2 separate regions of the Zea mays genome follow, and region 1 is linked to region 2. The links are chromatin contacts, called in public Hi-C maps. All regions are on one chromosome and are shown on one strand. The core of a region is the stretch at or near the end of the contact, and the rest is flanking DNA. Distances in the headings are between cores, read along the strand shown.

The links. Hi-C and Micro-C count contacts between places; a contact is called where the count stands out from the background.
Region 1: a contact with region 2 is called in a Hi-C map of ear, with 2.3 times the contacts expected there. The contact joins the promoter of LOC103650586 here to the promoter of LOC100279254 in region 2. A contact is called at or near these places in 2 of 25 Hi-C or Micro-C datasets (ear and tassel).

What each region holds. Positions count from the first base shown.
Region 1 is chr3:135,032,388-135,036,257 of Zm-B73-REFERENCE-NAM-5.0, reverse strand. LOC103650586 (protein STABILIZED1) reads right to left here and starts at 2,388. Exons shown (of 2, transcript XM_020550312.2): 1 at 1-2,388. The coding sequence starts at 2,117. It overlaps LOC103650587 (a long non-coding RNA gene), which reads left to right and starts at 2,621. Exons shown (of 2, transcript XR_002268414.1): 1 at 2,621-2,714; 2 at 2,864-3,163.
Region 2 is chr3:134,798,024-134,801,793 of Zm-B73-REFERENCE-NAM-5.0, reverse strand. LOC100279254 (Protein RTF1-like protein) reads left to right here and starts at 1,412. Exons shown (of 2, transcript NM_001152275.1): 1 at 1,412-1,594; 2 at 1,739-3,770. The coding sequence starts at 1,774. The coding sequence ends at 3,717.

The sequences.
Region 1 (3,870 bases), core at 1,139-3,638, 230 kb before region 2:
CCAACATTCCCCAATTCCCTCTCAACAATGGCAGATTTCATCCAGACCCTCTCTGTCCCTCCTCTTTCCCTGGCCTTGGCCAAGAGCATTCTTGCTCTCTCTGGCTCATTGTTCTCAAACTCGAGCTTGAATGCGGCCAGCCAGATCTCTTCTGAATTGGGGATAGCAGCATAAGCTTCCTGAAGAATGGCACGAGCTGCAGGCACATCCCCAGCCAACCATTTCTCCTTGGCAGCCATAAGCCACAATACCTCAGCTCGTGGATTGTAATTCACAGCCTTCTTGAGGAGAGCATCAAGTGACTCCCTAGTCCCGTGGCTCTTCTCAAGCTGAGCTGCTTTCAGCCAAATACTCTTCTTAGTAAGGAACACAGTAAGCGCATGTGCATAGATAGCACGCGCTGTCTCAATTGAACCGCGCTTCTTGCATTCCTCAGCATCAGCAACCCATGTACGCTTCCGATCCTCATCATCAACACCAATGCCTACAGTGTTCTTCACAATAGCCTGGCAAGTTAAAACAGACCCAGCACGTTCTGCGGCTTCTGCTTCCTTTAACCATGCTTCCCTATCAATATCCATTCCTTCTCTCTGAAGAGACCTAATACCTCTCTCAATCACCTTGTTAACAGATTGTGTGTTCCCATTAGCCTCCTCTAGCTTCGCAGCTGTAATCCAAATGGCAGGCTCCTTGGGGAGCTTCTCCCTCGCCTTGTTAAGTACTTTCCTTGCTTGGTCATAGGTCTCCAGCCTTGCAAGGGCAAGCCAAAGCTCAACATGCAACGGGCAACACTCCACAGCCCTGTGAAGCAACAGCCTTGCATCCTCTTCATTTGCAAGCTCAACTACAGCCTTCCATAGCCGGACTGAATCAGGAATGTGCTCCAGCCCTTTCCTCAAAACCCTACTCTTATTCAGATCACTACCCTCCAGTTTTGCTGCCTGCAACCATAGCTTCACAGAATTTGGAATTGACATCACGCCACGGGCAATTACAGCCTTTGCCTCATCTGGACTGGCCAAACGGCATGCCTCAAGCCAAACATCTTCGTTCTTGGGGCACTCCTCACAACCACGCTGGATGAGCTGCCGAGCAACCTGAAGCTTGCCAGCAATCTCTTCGAGCCTAGCAGCGGCAATCCAACCAGGTGGATGTTTAGGGTTCGTCTGTGTCACCGACTTGAGCAATAGCCGTGCCTTCTTGATGTCAGAAATCTCAGCATCACTAGTAATCTTCATACTTTTCAGGTCTGTCAAATACCCCTTGGGATCGACTACAGTGAGCCCAGAAACTGAATCTGACAGCCTATCTAACTTGAGCGAGAGCACAGTGCCACGACCCTCGCCCACAGCTGTCAAATCGGTAACAGGAGTCTGCGCCCATGGCGTCTCTGTGCCACCAGCCGCACGGCTCTTAGGGTCAAGTGCTGTGACATGCTCCTGCTCCTGCCGGGCCTTCTCAAGCAGGGTGTCCGGCACGGGCACGAAGCTCTCAAACCGCTTCTTCTTGTTGCGCAGCGAGTAGTCCCCAATCTCCGGTATGCTCTCCCATTCCTGCGCGGACAGATCGGCCAGCTTCCTCTTGAGATCAGCAAACTGCTCGGTGATCTTAGGGTTTGACGCGCGGTACTTCTCAATCTCCTGCTTGAGGCGCGCCTCGCGGCGGTCCTTGCGGCGCGAGTCCATCCTCTGGTCGATGCTCTCCCACACCGCATCCGCCTCGCGGTCGTCGTCGTCGTAGTCGGCGTTGGAGAAGAGGCCGGCGTCGTTGCCCTCGAACTCGTCGAACTTCTGGTTTTCGTCGTAGCCCTTCTCCTCGTCGCCGCCGTCGTCGTCGCCGTCATCCTCGCCGGGAGGCTTCCCGCGGCCCCGGCCGACGGCGGGACCGGCGGCGGCGGCGGAGGCGGAGCGGTCGGGTAGGTCGGGTGCGGCGCGGGCCGGTCCGATATCCGAGCGGGTGGTGAAGCCGGTGGCGCCACGGCCGAGCCCCGCGACGTAGTTGGGCGGTGGCTTGGAGTTGAGGAAGTCGTACCGTGCGGGGCGAGCGGCTGGCGGCGGCGGCGGCGGCGGCGGTAGCGGCGTCGGTGTAGGTGTAGGGGTCGGGGTGGTGCCGGACATGACGCTGACGAGCGGACAGGTGGGGAGGATGAGGGATTACCGAGCAGCGGCGGCGGCGGCGGCGGCGGCGGCCGTGAGGAGGCGAGTTTGGGACGGATTGGGGGAAGAATTTCCAGATTCGATTTGTGTGAGTCGTTAGCGATGAGTGTGGATTACGGGATTGTTTTCTTGAGGAAGAAGTATTATTGAGGCGGTGGCGACTGTGGAGAGGCGGTGAGATGTGTGGCTGGAGCTGAACTATGGAAGCTGTGTGTTAAAGTGAGGCCTTGATTGTTTGAGCTATAGTTTTCGAGGAGACGAATTAGCTGAGACCCAATCCTTCTTGCGCCATGTGAACAACGAAGCTGCATAACACTACCATAAAAGTAGCTTAAACATTCATGATGTAAACAACGAGCAGTTTCATAAGTCCATGAAGTATCCAGAAAAACGAAGTGTACTTAACCATGAGAGTACTTAAATATTCATAATTTAATCGTGCCATATATTTTAATGCAGCATATCAAACACTAAACGGGGAGAAGCTAAGTAGTTGATTTGGACAAAAAAGTCTTCATCAAACTCTAAAGGGCGAGAAGCTGTTGGAGCAACTTCAAGGTGAGTTCCAAGTAACATATTTGTAAATTTTTCGGGGCTTTATTCCGTTGCGTCTAGATTGCTTTGGTTTATCTCCTGCATAAATTATGATAATGTAAAATATCTTATGATGTCATTTTCTTCTAAATAATTTTTATTTTAACCTGTAGAAGTTGCTTTCTCTGGATGATGACCAAGAAGATTCAGATGATTTTTGTAAGTTGATGAAATATCTTTACTTCCACTGTGTACTATGCTTAAGTGTGTGTTTTCTGATGGTGGATCCCATTTTCCATTCAGTTACAAAGAAACTACAGGTTATTCTATTGTGTCCGAAACTGACTCAGAAATTTTGTTGCAATCTGAGACTAATGAAGCCAAAAATGGAGCTGCATGCTTGTATGTCATTGGCCTGTGTTCCTTTTACACAATTCCTTGCTATTAGTATTTTTTATGACTTCGTGCTTAAACTTGTTTCTGTACATGAACTTCTCCACAGTCTGGCACTTGATTTGTCGTCTCTCTTATGGGGTGTTTGGTTGCTCCTGCTAAAGTTTAGCTCGGGTCACATCAAACGTTTGACTTTTAAATAGGAGTATGAAATATAGACCCAACCAACTGGACTAGATTCGTCTCGTCTTTTAATCTTCGGCTGACAAATTAGTTTTATAATCCGACTACATTTAATACCCGGAACGGAGGTTCAAACATTCGATGGGACAGGAGCTAAATTTTAGCGGGGTGTAACCAAACACTCCCTTAGGCGGTGCCCCTGGGCGAACAAGGGGCCTTAAGATAGGATCAGTTAACTCCTTTTGACAAAGGATTATATTGGTGTTTTAGATGACCCAAGGCATTCTTCAAAATAATATTGCAGAAGTGCTGACTTAAATTTTAGATCAATTCCCATGAGATGATAGCTTCAGAAATATCATAGAAGTACTTTCTCTGTTTTTTTATTGTCGCTGAATAGTTCAGTTTTGTACTATTCAGCGACAACTAAAACGAAACGGAAGAAGTAGTTAGGAAAAAAGAAGGAAACAAAGATGGAATTTATTTCCGTTTGTTATTTGTTTGGGTGCCACAAGGAGGAGAAATCATACTTTTCTGCTGTTGAGAAGTATTTGTTGGTCGGATAATGTGATGGGAGAGTATCTAAATGTTCCTTCAATAGTGT
Region 2 (3,770 bases), core at 163-2,662:
GATGCCAAACACTTTGGTTTATATTAAAAATGCATATGACTCTTTTGGCCATTCAGTTCCCGCAGAGCCATCAACGGCTAACTCTGATCCACAGCAAGAAGAATGCACCCCATTGCTGTCCGAAGGATTCACGTCGCCCTTAAGCAGCCAAGCTAGTACTGCAAGTCTGCAACAAACGCCGGAGGCAGTCTGTCTGAACATGCCGACCAACGAATTCAGAGACTTCAAACTTAAATACTCCTCGAGTTCAGTACCTTTAATTTGTACAATGATGTCTAGATCATATACATTATATCTAGACTTCAAACTTAGGCCATCTTCAACAATCGCGGACATATAAGCGTACAAAACACGAAACATTGTTTTACAATGTAGATACACTATTTACAGAATGGTGTTTGAAATTTAAAATAAGATAAGGAGGATGCTAAAAATAGCCTTAGTTCTCACGACGCATATTGATGCACCTAATACAATTGCAAGGTCCAAATAAAAAACAACGAACAGCTATTTTAACGTGATTTTTTTAACTATAGCCTAAAATTCGTTTCTATTAAAAATTAAACTTAGAACCTGAGTAGTGCTACTCAAACCACCTAACTCGGCTAGAGACTCTTTCACTAATGCATTTGTTATAGAAATAGTATTATATAAGAAACAAGGCTCGGATCCCACGCCTAAATATAGTATGTAAAAGTAGCAAATATATAAATACATTGTACAAATATCAAGTATATCCATCTAAATACTATTACAAAAAGTCTAGCATTATTCAATCATCCATTCAACATCACTACCAGTAATTAGATAAAGTAGCAACACTAAGATAATACCACATAACACAATACATGTTTCATGACATGGTCGTCAAATAGTTGTTAAGCCTCCATGATACTATTGATCAAAAGATTGTTAAATAGTCAAAAATAAAAGGTTGTTAAGCCTCCATGATACTATTGATCAAAAGATTGTTAAATAGTCAAAAATAAAAGATGGATGACCGTAACCCAAGTTCATGTTTTTGACCAAGTTTATACTGGTTATTCTATACCCACGGGTTAACGGATATGACAGTGGAATGTTCTAAAACCTATTTACCTGTTAGGTAAAAGTTTTTGTCAAATAAGTAACACATAGATAGAATATTTAGTATATATATTAATAAAATAAATATACATCGAGTATTGGGTCACGGGTACCTATTGCCATCTCTAAACGGAACAAGCTAAATTAGTTGACACTTGACAGTACTAGTAGCATGCAAAATCTACTCTGTCGGGCTGTGCTGCCATGCCACGATCGTGTTTCAAAAAAAAAAAAAAAACGGATGTCGTGCTGAGCCACAGGCTGCGTGCGGCCTGCGGGGCACATGTATATAGCAGACCAGACCAACAATGCCCTCACGGCCCACCCCGATCTCATAATCGTCGTCTTCTTCCACTTCGACGCGGCTAGGGCCGGCGCAACCATCTCCTCTTCTCTTCTGGCGGCTTCTCCGTCCCGTCGATCAACCGCGCCGCCTTCGCCAGTATACCCCGCATTGAGCCGTCATCGTTACCTGCGCCGACCGGCACCTCTGTAGCCTCTTCTCCAGGTGCGTGTCCTATTCATCCTCCTCGGAGCTGCTGCGAGCTGTGGTTCCTCCCACAGATCCAGGATGGACCGACGGTTCCTGTTTTATCTAGGTTTTCGGAGGTGTGGAAGGATCTTTTGTCATGGGGTTGTTTTGGTTGTGTAGGGATTGCACGAGGAGGAGGAGGTTCGGGCTTCGCCATGTCGAAGTCGAACCTAGATGATCTGCTTCTGCAGGCAGCCGGCCGGACGGGGAAGAACCACTCCCGGCCGAGCAACCCGCGGTGGAACTCTGGGGGAAGCGGCTCCGACGGCTTCGACGACGACGACTCGGACGCCGCGCCGACCTACTCGAGGAAGAAGCCTTCGTCGCAGGTTCCGCTCAAGAAGCGGCACCAGCCAGAGCAGGGCGGCCGGCGTGGCAGTGGCGGGTGGAAGGACGAGGACGACGAGGACGAAGACGGGCGTCGCAGTGGCGGGGAGGACTCGGACAGCGCCCCTTCGGTGGGGAGTGACCTATACAAGGATGAGGACGACAAGGAGCGTCTGGAGAACATGTCTGAGCTGCAAAGGGAGATGATCCTGGCTGATCGGGGCACCCGCCTCGATGATTACAAGCTCAAGCAGCGGGCACGAGCGTCCTCGTCCAAGACGGACAAGGTGGGCGCACGGAAGGATAGCAGTCCACCCCCGCCGCCCAGCCGGATGCGGTCTTCAACCCGAGCTGACAAGTCTGGGTCCGCAGCTAAGAGCGCGTTGGACGAGCTGCGGGCAAAGCAGCGGATGCGGCAACAGGCTCCGGAGGCACGCAGGTTCACGGACCTGCTCCCACGTAGTGGCTCACCAACTAGGCGCAGGGCTGGGAGCCCTCCAAGTGATGGGAGCAACGATGGGGATGGCAGGGGGAGGCCTAATGACCATGGGAGGATCGCTGACGATAGCAGGGATGACGAATTTGATGAGTCGCCGAGTAGGCTTGATCCACTCAAGTTTGATGACGTGAAGAGTATTACCCTCAGGAGGTCAAAGCTGGTGAAATGGTTCATGGAGCCGTTCTTTGATGATCTAATTTCTGGGTGTTTTGTGCGGCTAGGTATTGGCCAGACAAAGAATGGGACCCCGAGGTACAGGCTGTGCATAGTGAGGAACGTGGATGCAAGCGATCCAGACCGGAATTACAAACTGGAAAGCTACTCGACATGCAAATATCTCAATGTTGTGTGGGATAGTGAGGCTAATGCTGCGCGGTGGCAGATGACTCAAGTATCGGATTCCCCACCCAACGAAGAAGAGTTCAAGGAATGGCTGCAAGAGGCAGAGAAGCATGGTGCACGTATACCGACCCGGCAGGAAGTGCTGGACAAGAAAGAAGCCATCCAGGAGGCCTATAATTTTGTGTATTCAGCTGCAACTGTACAGCAGATGCTGCGAGAGAAATCAGCTGTGAGACGCCCTATCAATATTGCTGCTGAGAAGGATCGGTTGAGGAGTGAGTTGGAGATGGCCCTGAGCCGTAGGAATGAAGCTGAAGCAGAGAGGATTCGTGTGAAGCTGAAAAATCTGCAAAGCAGGCCACAACCGGTGTCAAAGGATAATAAGGCTGCAAAGTTGGAGGCTATGAACCGGAAGAATCGTGCTGATAACTTCAAGAACGCTTCGGAACTGAAACCTGTAAATACATCTTTGAAGGCTGGAGAGGCTGGTTATGACCCTTTCTCGAGGAGGTGGACAAGATCAAGAAACTATTATGCATCAAAGCCAGGAGGAGATAATGCTGAAGAAACTGCCAACAAGTCCAGTAGTATTGTAGAGCCTAGCAATGGAGATATAAAGAGCAAGGCTCAGACTGGTACATCAGCCACAACTGCAGCTCAAGTGGCAGCAGCTGACGCCGGGAAGCTCACTGATACTAATGCACCAGTGGATCTGGGAACAGAATCGAATGTGATGCATACATTTGAACTTCCTATATCATTGTCTGCTTTGCAAGAATTTGGTGGAGCCAAGGGCCTGTTTGATGGTTACATGGCAAGGAGGCAGAAGATAGAAGCTACAATGGGGTACAAGGTGCCTGACAACGATGGAAGGAGGCATGCTTTAACCTTGAGTGTGAGTGATTACAAAAGGCGGCGGGGTCTCCTCTGAATGGTATCTCTGATTGTGCTGGACGCTCAACGGATTCAACTATATTCCTGGCG